Linked DNA regions of Sus scrofa: region 1 is linked to region 2. A link is a contact called in public Hi-C data. All regions are on one chromosome and are shown on one strand. The core of a region is the stretch at or near the end of the contact, and the rest is flanking DNA. Distances in the headings are between cores, read along the strand shown. Region 1 overlaps LOC106506470 (a long non-coding RNA gene). Region 2 overlaps EGFLAM (pikachurin).

Region 1 (6,807 bases), core at 1,549-4,048, 270 kb after region 2:
AAGTAGTTAGCAGGCAACTCGAATGCCACAAACAGTGCAGAGACTGTAGGAACTGCTTCATGCCACTGGAACTGTCAGCGCCCAGGAGGCTTGGCGGGATCAAACCACCGGTTGAATGCTTGCATTGTGTGGTCCTTGATTCTCACTTGGCTGACCCAGGCGCACAGACTCTGAGACTGACAGGGCCTGAAGGGCCCCTCTGGATGGGCTAACGCAACCCCCTCACCTCTGAATGACAGGACTAGACCTAGGCAGCATCTTCCTGTCAAGACAGGTCTTAAGAGACCATGGAACAATGTGTCTTTAAACATCGTTTGGGGTTTCAGCAAAGCCTATGCCTCTTTCATCTGATATGATTCCTTCCAAAAAGCAAGAACTGTTCCTATCTTCTGGATCTCTTTCGACACAATCACTTTAATAAGGCACTAAAGAAAAGTGAGTTTAACGTCTCTTTAAGCTGAAGTCGTCTTTAAGGAGGCAGATGAAGCAAGCACTCCGCATTTTTATTCAAGCTTCAACAAGCTGCTAAACACTGCATCTTACCTCCAGCTCCTTTTACAAAAGAGCTGGGTTCTGGAAAAGTCTGGGAAGTTGAACTATCTCCCAAGACCAAGGGGGGTTTGTTCTTGAAATGATCCCTGCAGAAATCTTTTTGCCAAAGAAAGAATTCCTCATTCCGCCCCCTTTTCTTCCTTTCTTTGATGTTTTGTTAATTATCTTTTCAGATATGGTGGTGCAAAGTGAAGGTTCTTCATACTGTGTCCAAGGCTGGAGTTTATACTAAAAAAGAACAGGTGTCTGGCGAGAGGATGTGGAAGCATTTCTTTCTTCTACACAGACTCTCCTTCTGAAGAGGTTTATCTTCTTCCCCGCCTGCCGCCCCCTCCCACACTCAGTTCAAATCCAAGCTTGACTTTCTCAGATGGCGAGATGATTATTCCAAAATCAGTGCAGTCATGACCATCGCCTTCCCTCTCGTTCTGAGCTTCCGTGAGCAAATGTTCTGAAAACGGGGCTTTGCTTGGTCAATCACACACACTGAAAGTACATTTTTGTCCTGTCATCAACCGATAGCTTATTCCTGACAACAAGAATGCCCCAGATCTTGTCAGAAATAGAAGCACAGAAATTGAAATCATGTGGCCTCCCCCTGCAGAGGTTTTAAATGGGGCCAAGAAGGAACAGGCTTCATACTTGAGGGGAGTGTCACCTCCAGGAACCCAGTCTTTCACTCAAAAATATCTGGTGTTCCTCTAGCAGAGAAGTAGCAAGGAAGCCCAGCAAATGACGTTGACTCTTCCGTTTACATTCTCAATGCTGTGTTCTGACAGACCTGGCCCAGGAAGTCTCCCCAAGCCTGGGTGAACCAGAGTCATGGGGATTTGTTTAAGCCTCTAAGCTAAAGTACATTGCTTCCCTCCCTATCTCCTTCCTTTTCTTCCTCCCTTTTTTTTCTCCCTCTCTTCCTTCCTTCTCTCCCTCCCTCCCTCCACTGCAGTGATGAAGAGTGAATAGGAGGGAACTACAGTCCCGGGAAAACCCTGTTAGTGATGTGGTAACAAGAGAATTTATCAAAGTCTCTGGCGGCCAGCTGATGCCAATGTTATGCATTGATTCCTTTTATTTTCTCTAGAAAAAAATGCCTGGAAGGCAGAGAACAGATCCTTTCTATATGAGATGAGATATTAGCAGACGGTGGGAGGTTGATAAACAAAGTCAGCGGAAGTTGTATAGCATTTGTTGGTAGCCTTCCAAGTTCCCATACACTAACTTGACCTTCCCAATTTCCATGTGGGGATTCATATCATCTCAGGAGGCTAATCTAGGCTAATCTGTGTATCCATACTCCTTTCTACGCAGGGGTGAGCATGCAGCTTAAGCTAGTCCAACAGATTCTTAGCACTTCTGTTGGGAACCCTGGGACTCAGATGCCCTCTCCTCTGCATGTGAATAAGGATGCACATATTATATACACCAGGAGCTGCGAGCTGCGGTCCTGAGATGAAAAGAATCACAGGGCAAAGTCAAGTTCATGGAAGGCAAAGCAGACAGAAAGGAATCAGGTCTGTTTTGACATCCTTAAACCACTGGGTTGAACCTTACTTGAAACCAAAACTAAATTTTTCAGTCATGTTGAGCCAATAAACCACTCTTTTTGTTTAAGCTGAGGTGAGTTGAAGTTTCTTAAATACACAACCCAAATATTAATAATTTAGAAAATCCACATCTTTGACTAAAGAAAACAATGTAGGGCAGTAGGCGTGCACATGCACACTCATACACACACACACACACACACACACACACAGCGAGCCCTTGGCCTCTGCACAATGCATTAGAATTCTTTAGAGGATACGCATTGTGTAAGACACATCCTTAATGTGGTAGTCTAAATGTAAAATAAAATCAATGCATATGTAAGTGTTAGAAAATAATATGTAAATGGCATGCGGTGGTGCAAAATGTCGTGGTTTCAGAGAAGCGAGACGGTCAAGGAAAGAGGACAGGGGCTGCATGGAGGAGGTGAGGTGGAGGCAAGAACATGCAGGAGGCAGTTGGATGAAAAAGAGATAAATGAAGGAAGAAGCTTGAGCTAAGAGACCCTGAGCTCCAAGGCATCTTTAAGGGACTGTGACCCTCAAAGCCACAACCTTCGCCAGTTTGCTTTATGTAGCAGTATTTAGCACAGCTTCTGGTGGGGCAATAATAACAAACTGAAACTGACCTTTACTAAGAAAACCAATCCAGGCTCTCTCTGGGCACACTCCGTCACTTACTTTCCCATTTGCAAAAGTCTGGGTGAAATTCAGCTGTCTAGTCTCTTCCTTTTTAGGTCCCTGCATAATTTCTGCCTCTGAGTTACAGGAAATTTCTTTCTGAAAAGCCATTTGGAGACAGATTGTAATATAATGCTCTGGAACATTCCACTCTAACAATCGATAAAGGCAGCACTCACTGCCGAAATCATCAAACACAGGATGGAATCTAATATGCACAGAGCTGATATTTTAACTAGACTCAAGAAGCTCACTTATTCTTTGCTCGAAGCTGTGGCTCGGTTTGTTTTCCTGCCTTTGTCTTATATTTTTATATACTCTTAAGGTCAAGCTTTTTGAAGTAGCTTATAGTTATTTTATTCTATTTTAGTTGTTCAAGGCTGCAACCGAGGTCAAATCTACATAAAAATAAGCAGGCTGGCAACCAGCAAAGAGTATGTTATTCTAGGAAGAAATAATGTGGCCATCATGACCCTGGATCTCCTTGCGCCCTCCTCACACTCTCCTTTTGACTCTTTAAGGAAGAGGCTGAATGTTCACGGTCAGTGTGTGCCAAGCAAACCAGAACTGCTTTCTTAGAGAAGATAAGCTTTTCTAGTAAAAAGACATCCTGTCCATAATGAATCACCATGGGGTGGGGGATGGGGATCAAATGGAGACATCATTTTCATTCTATTAACTGGAGTAGGAGCAAGATGGAAATGTAGCGTTTCTCAGGGAATTCCCTGGCAGCTCAGGGGGTTAAGGATCTGGCATTGTCACTGCTGTGGCTCTGGTTATAGCTGTGGTGCAGTTTTGACCCCGGCCAGGGAACTTCAGCCAGCAAAACAAACAAAAGCAAAAAACAAACAACCCCCCATCCCCGGTGTTTCTCGTTCTTCCTCTTGTCACCATGATTATGCTCACCTCCCCTTCCTTGAACTGTTCTCTGTGGTTGTGCGCCACGATCCTTGGACCAACCTTCTGAGCTTGTGCCTAAAAATCACTTTCGGAGGATGCTTAGTATGTCTTAAATGATAATGAGTCATAAACAATAACATCCTCTGCATAAAGTTTAAAAAAGTCATTCTCGCTACGATGATTGTTTTTAATCTTCAGAAAATATGAAGGAACTTACTGCAACTCAAAGAAATAGGGTCCTTCAAATAGTCCATGTAGCATTCAGAGCTTTGATAAAGGGCTTCGGGTGTTGCCTTTAAGTGAAAACTGGTGTCACTACGATGCAGCAAATGGATGTTACTCTTCCCACAATCCCACCCAAGCCCTCCCATGCCTGCGCCTACCATCGCCACCTACATACTCATAACTACAGAATTCGAGGAGGACAGTGACTTCAGATCCTTATGACAGAACCAGGACCAGGGATGTTCAAAAATGTGATGATAGAGGAGTTTCCGTCGTGGCTCAGTGGTTAACGAAGCCGACTAGGAACCACGAGGTTGTGGGTTCGATCCCTGGCCTTGCTCAGTGGGTTAAGGATCTGGCATTGTCATGACCTATGGTGTAGGTCGCAGATGCGGCTCGGATCCTGTGTTGCTGTGGCTGTGGTGTAGGCCGGCGGCTACAGCTCCGATTCGATCCCTAGCCTGGAACCTCCATATGCCGCGGGAGCAGCCCAAGAAATGGCAAAAAGACAAAAAAAAAAAAAAAAAAAAAGTGATGATGGAGCAAGGATTTATTCTCATGGGAGTAGGTATATTAAGAAAGTGTCATTGCCCCAGGCCATTGAAAGACCAGTATGTCTCCAAAAATACTGAGGACACTAAAGACCCAAGAGTGGTCCAGATAAGGGCACTCCCTCTAAATCCTTACCATCATTAATTAGGAATAGAATACAATGGGTTACTACTTAGAAATAAAAAAGGAATAAAGTAAATAAAATAAAAAGGAATGAGCTACTGATATGCAGTACAACATTGATGCATCTCAAAATGATTATGCTCAATGAAAGTAGCCAGGTTCCCTTTATACAAATTTCTGGGAAAATGTAAACTAATCAGATCTGTAGAGCAGATCAGTGGGTGTCTGCAGCAGGGAGGAAATGAAGTTGGGGCACCAGAAAACTTTTTAGGCTGGATCATAAAATCATTATATTCCTTGTGGTGGTGTTTTCACAAGTGTATTCATGCCTCAAAAATGCATCAAATTGTACACATAAAAAATGCACTTTATTGTTTGGTGCCTCAACACACCTGCTTTTAAAACCCAGTGATGGAACAACGGGGGAGTTGACAAAGAGAGAAAAAAAGTCAACTGAGGGACGATTTCTCCTAGGGCAGCCCAGACACTTTATTGAAGTGCACCTCCTTAGAGTTCCAACCTAGTGTCTCAAAAATGAGATCTTGTTCTGCTACTTTACTTTATATCTCTAGAAAAGAACCATACCTAAACCACGGTGCACAAGACAACCCTTCTTACTAACCTATTTCAACATCTAAGGAAATCCTCTCTTACTTTTTGGGTGGGTCCCATAGCCTACCAACCATGTACACATTAATAATATCTTTCTTCTGGTTACTTAATGCTCTTTACTGGTTGCTATATGAGTTTTGATAGGAGAGGTTTTACAACTCTCAGTCCTCAAATAACGCATGTGATTGTGGGAAGATAAGTGAGCATATGGACAACTGGTTTGGCTCTTTCCAAAAAATCTACGACAGGAAAGAAAAAGATAAAAACAAATGGAAGATGGAATTCCCATCATGGCGCAGTGGAAACAAATCCGACTAGGAGCCATGAGGTTGCAGGTTTGATCCCTTGCCTCTCTCAATGGGTTAAGGATCCAGTGTTGCCATGAGCTGTGGTGTAGGTCACAGACACAGCTTGGATCTGGCATTGCTGTGGCTGTGGCTGTGGCCGGCAGCTGTAGCTCCGATTAGATCCCTAGCCTGGGAGCCTCCATATGCCACAAATGCCGCCCTAAACAGCAAAAAAAAAAAAAAAAAAAAGAAAAAACACAAACAGATGGAAGATAATGTAACAAAGAAATGCAATGAGAGGCCCTTGGTGGGATCACTGATCAATCAAATCAATTGTAAATAGACTTCTTTAAGACAGCTGGGAGCTTTGAGGTATAAGTGGATGGAAAAAGACATCAAGGAATTTCTTGAGTGGGAAAATGGCATAGCTAGACATGAAAATATCTACAATGCTTGGAGATGTGTAAAGAAGTATGAGAGGGAGATATGATTGAGGCCTGGGATTTGTTTTAAAATTCTTAGCAGAGAAAAGGGGGGATGGCATGGAGCAACTGAGGCAAAACTCTTAATAATTGTTGAATCTGGGTGATGGCATTGGGGGATTCGGTAAACGATTTTCTTTACTTTTACATAAATTTAATTTTTCAAAGACTTTTAATTTTAAAGACTTTGTTAAAGTACTTGTCATACTTTAGAAAGCGGAGAAGGGTATGAATCATGGTGATGACCAAAGAAGAAAGGAAAGAACTGAGCTGCAAATGAGCAAATGGGTTGAGGGGGTGGGGCTGGGTGTGTGGATGAGGGTGGGGGTACGGAGCTGCCTCAGATCTATTTCTAGAATTGACTGAACTCGCCTGAGTGACCTTGGAACAGTTGGAGAAAGTGCCTGGCCTCCCAGGTGTGTGAGGATTAACAGCCCCAGTGGGGGCACTGAGCTATTCAACGGCCTCATTTTCCCGAGTGTCCTTATGACCTATGATGGTTCTACCCTTTCCAAACTGCTCCTGGATCAAATGACAGGTGGCCGGCCCCCATGTTCTGCTCCTGTCCCCAATGAGGTTGACTTTCCAGGAGCCACTTAATCTCAAAAACACGGCCATTTTCTTTTCATTCATTTGAACTTGGAAATCCAGCTCTCTGTGTTGGGGCTCTTTATTCCCTGCGCTCCCCCTATTAGTGGCACCACAGACAAGGACAAGGCGACAAGAAAGAGTGAAATGACCCCAAATAGGCTTTCCCTCTACATTTACAGGACAAACCATGACTTTTCTCAAGGCCCACAAATTATAGGGAGGGAAAGGGTGGAAAAATCCAGAAAAAAAAAAAAAAAA
Region 2 (7,094 bases), core at 3,640-6,139:
ACATAGAGAATTGTAGAGTAGATTAATGAGGCAATGCACATTCCTTAGATGAGGGGTGAGGCAGTACGGATTCCTTAGAAGAATACCTGGAAGGTACTCAACCAAACCTGTTATTATTCTTGGTGAGAAAGATAAAATCCACCAGGAGGTGCTGTGAGCTACTCGGCTTCCAGCCTGCCCTTGTCTGAAAGTAGAGCAGGTCCCAGCCTTGCTAAACTGAGCTTTCCACACCTGCTTAAGGGGTTTATTTCCAGGCTCCTGATTTTTTATCAGAAGTAGGGCTTAGAGGAAAACTCTAAACCGCAGGTAGTATTTCAGTATATGGGATAATGGGAAATGCTGTTTTGCAGCAGTATTGGAAAATCTGAAAGATGCCAATTTGCCAGTTGGAAGAGTAAGTGGTATTATATGGAAAGGAGTGTTGAAAGCTGCATGGCACATCATTTGAAATTTATGAATTGACATAGTGCACCTTAGTGATGCACTAGTGTGTGATCCCCCAAGAGGAATGGATCCGTTTGTGAATGATCCTGTTTATAACTCTAAAAAGCAAATTCCTTTTCAGCTCTCAGCATATGCTTGGAGAGATTTAGTTCAATGTGTCCCATTCATTCAGAAAATTGGATCTGGATTTCACACATCAGAGTTGGAATCTCCTGGGTCCCCCATTTTACCACAGGCAAATTCAGGCTTGCTCCGCCTTAAACGCTAACACACTCTCAGATCACGTCCAGGCTTAAAGGAACATTTAGCTCTGGGAATTAAAGGAGGAAGGGAAGGACAGTTTGTGATCTTGTTAACCCTCGTTTCCTGTTACAGGATATTAGACTACAGATATCAAGTGCTCGCATGTATAGGTTTGTAATTCTAGATGCAGGTTTAATGAGAAACAAATTTCCCCCGAATGAGGAGTGAGGTCGCTGGTGAGGGCTTGGGCCTCCCGGCATGAGCCAGGTGGCAGACAGGGGGCTCTGAGGGGCATCTAGGCATCTTTTTTGCAACATCCTGGGCTAGAGCCAAGATGAAAACCCAAACAGACCATCAGCTGTCCTCCAGATGTATCAGTATATTTCCACGTTTGAAGTAAAGATAGTGTTTCTGGCCAAAAGGCAGCTGTTGCCAATCCTAGGAGGATTTGTATATAAGAGGCGCGGCCTGTATCACATAATTTCCTCTCCAGTTGGGTGACCCGAGAGGATTCATGGGACTCTGAGTGCAGGTTAGCCCTGCTACAGACAATTTTTCCAGGCCCCAGCAGACACACAGAGGTGCACAGTTACTGTGCAGACTGCTGTAACATCGGGGTGACCATCTAGTCTTGGGTAAGGATTGGAAGAAAGGGGGAGAGAGATGGGCAGCTACATGGTTCCAGAGAGATGCAGAGCAGTCTAAATGTTGGGTATATTCTTAGTGGGAAAGACAAAGAATGGTTAAAAACCATCTTGGTTGTCAAAGAGAACCCTGTCTCTCCAGCAAGGGGATTCTCATAGCCACATATATTTAAAGGTTTGATTTTTTTCCCTTCCCTGATGAACAGGTCCTGCTTCAAAAGCGAGAACGTGTTCCTAGTGCCCCCATGGAAGTTAAACCAGCCCTTTTTCAGCGATCGCACCTAGCACCAGGCCTCAGTGCTAGACGCTCCTAGCACCAGGCCTCAGTCAGTCTGCACCAAGGGCCACCTTGTCCGTTAGGAAATTGGCTTGGGGGATCCTCAGTGAGTCTGGTTTTCTCTGGCCTCCTCAGAGGGGGGTTGTGGGAGGCAGGCAAGTTCCATGCACTTGTTCTCCCCCGCCTTGGTGTCCAGAAACTCAGGCAGATCCTGAAGCCATTCCAGGCTCCCAGACCATCAGACCATGGTGGTAGTTTCGAGACCTGCCTCCTGCCCTTCATCTCTGTGAATCAGAGGCAGGAGCAGAGCCTGAGCCCAGATGAAAGTGGGCACCAGGCTTGACTGAGCTGCAGATAAGTGAGCCTCAGGGTTCTCGCTGTGGCACAGTGGCAGTGGGTTAAGGATCCAACCTGGTTTGGGTCTCTGCGGAGGTAAGGGTTCAATTCCTGGCCGGGCACAGTGGGTTAAAGGATCTGGTGTTGCTGCAACTGTCGCGTAGTTTGTAGCTGTGACTCAGATTCAGTTCCTCGTGTGGAAATTTCCATATGCCGTGGGTGTAGCCATTAAAGAAAGAAAGAAAGAAGGAACCTCTCTTTCCCAGCCTGGGGCGGGAGTGGCCCAGAGGCTCATCTGATTCCCAGCCATGACCTCAGTCAGGTATCAGTAAAAATCAAGGCTTGGTGGTCCCCTCTCCTGCTGTTTGGGGGCTCCTACTTTTAATAGCCTTCTTCCATTTCAAATCCCAGCACCCCTTGCTTCACCCCAATAATTGAGTCCCCCTTCTTATCTCAGCAGCAGGGTGTCAGAAAGCCTCCCTACCCCAAAAGATACTTCCCACCCTTGGAGGTTTTTTTTCATCATTCTCTCTACTCTTATCCAAATGTACCCACCTTGCATCCCAGCCCTTCAGAGCTCTTATATCTAAATGGTTACTAACGAGATCAAGCAGAATTTACAAAGCACATGTAAAAAGTTTAGTTCTGAGGAATATGATTGGATGTTTTGTGCTCATTGCAGAGAGAGAGACAACATGCATTCACATATACAAAACGGGAAGGGGGTTCTGGGGTCAATTAAGTCTGGGTAATCCTGGGTGAACAAACTGCTCTCTCTTTTCTGCGGGACTTCTCAGAGCCTTTTCTGTGCTCCGAGTGTCCAAGACAAGGGTGCAGGGTGCAGCTGTTCCCTCCTGGAGTTCCCACAACCAAAAGCAGACAGCCCACTTGGGAAAGAAGTCTGAGCCTTGGTCCTCCCTTCCCTTCCCTGCATTACTGAGTTGACTCAGATCTTGCAGAACCCCTGCAGACCACTAGATGGCGGTGTCTCTCTGTAGCGAGTGAAGCTGTTCCACACTCACTACTGACACAGAATGCCCCTGGCTTAGGTCACACTTTGCACAGCCCTCAGAGATCGGAACCTGCCTGATCTGTACTGCTCAACCATGTTGTATTTACTAAATAAACATTGTATTGCTGGGTCTGATTTGGGTGATTGTTGGTGGAGGAGGGGGGTTGTGTGTGTTCCAGTGCATTTAAAAAAAAAAAAAAATAGCTTCAGTAAATAGGGGCTGCAGTTTAAAAAAACTCAATATGAAAAAGCATAAATGAATAAAACATAGAAATTGTGCCTACTCTAGGAGAGTTCTTTTCTTGGGAGGGTGTCATTAAAATTCAGAGGCATTCAGCCTAGATGTCAATCTTTAGATAGTCGAAGGCTAGTAGTGTAGAAAAAGATGTTTTTGCGGTTGTCCTATTGGTAGCTGCAGAGTCAGTTTCATGTAACTGAGACGTCTGCACCAAGTAGAGCTGTCCAGCAAGGGAAGGTGCTGCCCCGTGGGCCAGTGAGCTGTCCCCCCGACAGCACCCCCTGCCCCCATGAAAAGCGTTCTCTGGGGTTGGGTGGCCATCGCTCAGGATGTTGTTGAGAGGAGTCCTGGTTGCGGGGAAAGCTAGATTACAACACCCTCAGGTCTTCCTTCACTGGTCCTGGGGCTGTATGAAGGAGCCAGCACTTTCCTTTCAACTCTTTACAGTCCGTGGGGAATTTCAAGTCCCTCCAGTGGCATATTTGCTTTGCCTGGCTTCCAGGCGGCTACTCTTTGGGGGTATCATTTGTGTCACCAGATGGCACAAGCTTTTAGGTCTAAATGTGAAGAAACACCAAAACCATTTTTTGATGAGTGCCTTTGCCACAGGAAAAGAAAAAGACAATGCAAAAGAAATTAGATATAAAGGATCAGGAAAAAATACAGTCTTTTTTAAAACATATAAACAGGAGTTGCTGTTGTGGTGTAGCAGAAACAAATCCGACTAGGAACCATGAGATTATGGGTTCAATCCCTGGCCTCGTTCAGTGGGTTAAGGATCCAGCAGTGCCACGAGCTATGCTGGTCACAGACACGGCTCGGATCCTGTGTTGCTGTGGCTGTGACGTAGGCTGGCAGCTGTAGCTCTGATTATGCCCTTAGCGTGGGCACCTCCATATGCTGCCAGCCTGGCACCAAAAAGCGGAAATAAATAAATAAATAAATAAAATATATAAACAAACCTCAAAGGGCCAGAAGGGGTTAGATGGTCATTTCTAGCTGTGATGTTTTAGGACGGAATTAATATTTATCCACATATACTGTCGACACTGAGTACATTCTCACCGTTTTTGTATTCAGTGGCATCATTTCTGGAGAGTTCTCTTGTTCCTTTGTGGATCACAAAAGGACCAGGGCTCTGGAATCTTGCCAAGGGGGTGGGGTGGGAATGAGGGTGATATTTTCCACCACGGGGAGAAAAGAAGCAGCTGGCTGGCTTATCATGCCTTTTTCGCCTGCAGCCTAGAGCCAAGAAAAGTAATGGTCAATGACAAGGTAAGTAACTCTTTAGCAAGGAAACCAGGTTTGGATTGAATGAGGATCAGCAGGTGAAGGTCAGGGAAGCCTCAGAGGTGTAAGGCGATTTCTTATCCACATGTCCCGCCACCCACACCCCCACAATTAGGCTGGGTCTGAAGGGACTTAGTGACAACCAGGTTGAGAAAAGATTTCCAGTGGTTCCTGTTGGGCATCAGATTCACGTTGCCTAAGAGGCATGTGAATTCCTGCAGGGCTTTCGTGAGGGCAGCAAGGCTGGTTTCCAGAGATCTGCAACCGAAGTAATTGGGATTTTACAATGACTGTGAAATTCTGACTTTGCCTGTTCTGTTTCATGCTGGCACCCGGCAGAGTGTGGGAACTACTGTCTCAATAGTAAGTACAGTGAGTCCTCTGAGAAAGTGTGACGGTGCCCTGGGCCCGTGCCAGGGCAGGCTCTGGCCAGGCTGTGGCCACAGTGCAGGCCAGCCACCTGCAGAGGGTAACTGGGGTAGGCCGTGCGCGACTCGGACACACCTGCCAGGGTGGTGAGCGTCCTCCTTCCAAAGGCTCCGACCGTGGGAACATACTTGTCTTCCAGCTGGACCTCGGGAGGCACTGAGCTCCTGAGCTGGGGGGCTTAGCAGCAGCAGGACGGGCCTCCCACATACCCCTTTGAGGGTCCGTGTGCAGAGTATGTCCGGGCCAATTCAAGGGGTCAAGGGGGGCGATGACTATTGGCCACAGGCCCACATCCATGGCCAATGACAGTGGGGGCAGGGGGGGCTGTCTCTAAGGCTGAGCCAAACCCAGCAGGGGTGCCAGGTTGCATTTGGCTCTGGGAATGACTGTTGCTCCTCTCCTCTCAGAGCCAACGGTCTGCAGGTTCAGGCCTGGCAGCACAGCTAAGAGCTCCCTTGCTTCCTGCATTTTCACACTCTCACTTCTCGTCCTTCTCCCAGCTCATGTCTGTTTCTGCTCCTCTGGGTCCTCCTCCTGGTCTCGCCCTTTCCGCCCCCTCTGCTTCCCCTGCCCAGGCTACCATCCACCGGCTCTTCTCTCTTTTCACTGGGTCTCCTCCTTTGCTTCCCTGGTATTTTCTTTTCTCCTTTTCCGGTGTCTCCTTAATTGGAGCTACAGCTGCTGGCCTGCGCCACAGCCACAGCAACGCCAGATCCAGATCGAGCCACATCTGCGATCTCCACCACAGCTCACAGCAATGCCAGATCCTTAACCCCCTGAGCAGGGCCAGGAATCGAACCCACAACCTCAGGGTTCCTAGTCGGATTCGTTTCCGCTGCACCACAATGGGAATGCCGCTTCTTCCTCCTATTCACTTTAACCAGAGGGCGACAAGTGGGGTGGGCCAGAATTTAAACTGCCCGAGCCTTTCACTTCTGTCTCTAAGAGACCTTCTGGCCCAGCGGGCCCTTGTCCTGGCCTCTGCCTCTTCAGAGGACATAAAGCAATTTCTTGTATAGATACCTCAGAAATTGTCTTTTAAATTTTACCTCTCTTCCTCTGCTTTTCTTTTTTTCTCCCTTTCTTTCTTCTTTTTCTTTTTTATGAAGTTTGCAAACATGCTGTGTGTGACCTGCCCACATAGAAACTTATACTTGGGGGCCCAGTGTCATTAGGTTTTGTGGTGTGCTGTTACCTCTTCTTTCTTTCTTTCTTCCTAATGTTCAGAAGTTAAATTTAAACTCTCTGGTCATCCATAGTGTCCACAATCACACATTTTTCTTTCCTGGGAGTGGAGTCCTTAGTTCAGTGTCTGCTTTGCACCAACCACATATTTATAGTTTTGTGAAACTATAACTGATTTCCTCAGCTGGCTTATTTGCTCTCGTTTTACACATTTCTTTGAACATGAAGTTCATTCTACCTTAATTTCTTTATACTCCCATTTCTGGGTCTTTCAAAAGAGAAAAGAGATATTGCTGTTACGTCTTTAGAAGAAATGCCCTGAATTATCCCTAATTTGTGACACCAAACACAACTGCTTAACCTATTCTCTTGCTAACTGGTGGAAGAGGGTGATTCCTCAAGAAAACGAAGTGACGAGAGGTTGGGAGGAAGGAAACACACTTGTAAAATATTAGAAAGTAAAAAGTGGGCTGAGGGCCAGAAGTGAGGAGGGCCAGACTGGTTCGTGGTCTGTTGCGCTCTGAGCTGCATGAGCTTGGGCAAATCCTTGGTGGTTCTGTGCCTCACTTTCCTCTTCTATAAAGTGGGGACAACCACCCCTCCCTTCCCCCATGCCCCCCACTTCTTCAGGTGATTGCGATGAAAAGCTTGTGACATTGACATGGGAAGGTGGCTTGCAAAAAAAGTCAAAACCTCGTCCCTCTTATTTCACCAGCATCTGAGGTCATGGCTAAAGGGGTTCTGGGCCAGATTGGCTTCAAATAAAGAAATCCTGTGGGGAGTTTGCTGGGGGATTGTTTTCTCTGCCTCCCTAGAGAACATAACACAGTTATTCCCCAGCTGCTCCCCACGTGACCCAAGACCTGCTCTTTGGCTTCCAGGAATCGCTGGGCATGGTTCAGGTTTCAGCATATTGCAAGGCCTTTTGGTAATGCTGAAGCCAGTAGCAGTGGCAGCCAGCCCCAGGGAGGGGACAACGGGGAGACGCCAACTCCA

The links. Hi-C and Micro-C count contacts between places; a contact is called where the count stands out from the background.
Region 1: a Hi-C map of liver shows a contact between it and region 2, with 6 times the contacts expected there. The contact joins two enhancer-like sites. A contact is called at or near these places in 1 of 5 promoter capture datasets (liver), 14 of 47 Hi-C or Micro-C datasets (embryonic fibroblasts, epiblast stem cells, fetal heart ventricle and 6 more) and 1 of 2 datasets of contacts at active chromatin or transcription factors (skeletal muscle).

Annotation. Positions count from the first base shown.
Region 1 is chr16:23,853,348-23,860,154 of Sscrofa11.1, forward strand. All of the region lies in intron 4 of LOC106506470 (a long non-coding RNA gene), which reads right to left. Among named protein-coding and RNA genes, the nearest start is that of OSMR, 180 kb to the right of the region's middle. Within about 2 kb of position 2,799, at least 4 of the 83 cell types and tissues checked have an H3K27ac peak or open chromatin away from gene starts, as enhancers often do. A contact at or near this core is called in liver, where this site is marked.
Region 2 is chr16:23,578,047-23,585,140 of Sscrofa11.1, forward strand. All of the region lies in intron 18 of EGFLAM (pikachurin), which reads left to right. Among named protein-coding and RNA genes, the nearest start is that of EGFLAM, 180 kb to the left of the region's middle. Within about 2 kb of position 4,890, at least 21 of the 83 cell types and tissues checked have an H3K27ac peak or open chromatin away from gene starts, as enhancers often do. A contact at or near this core is called in liver, where this site is marked.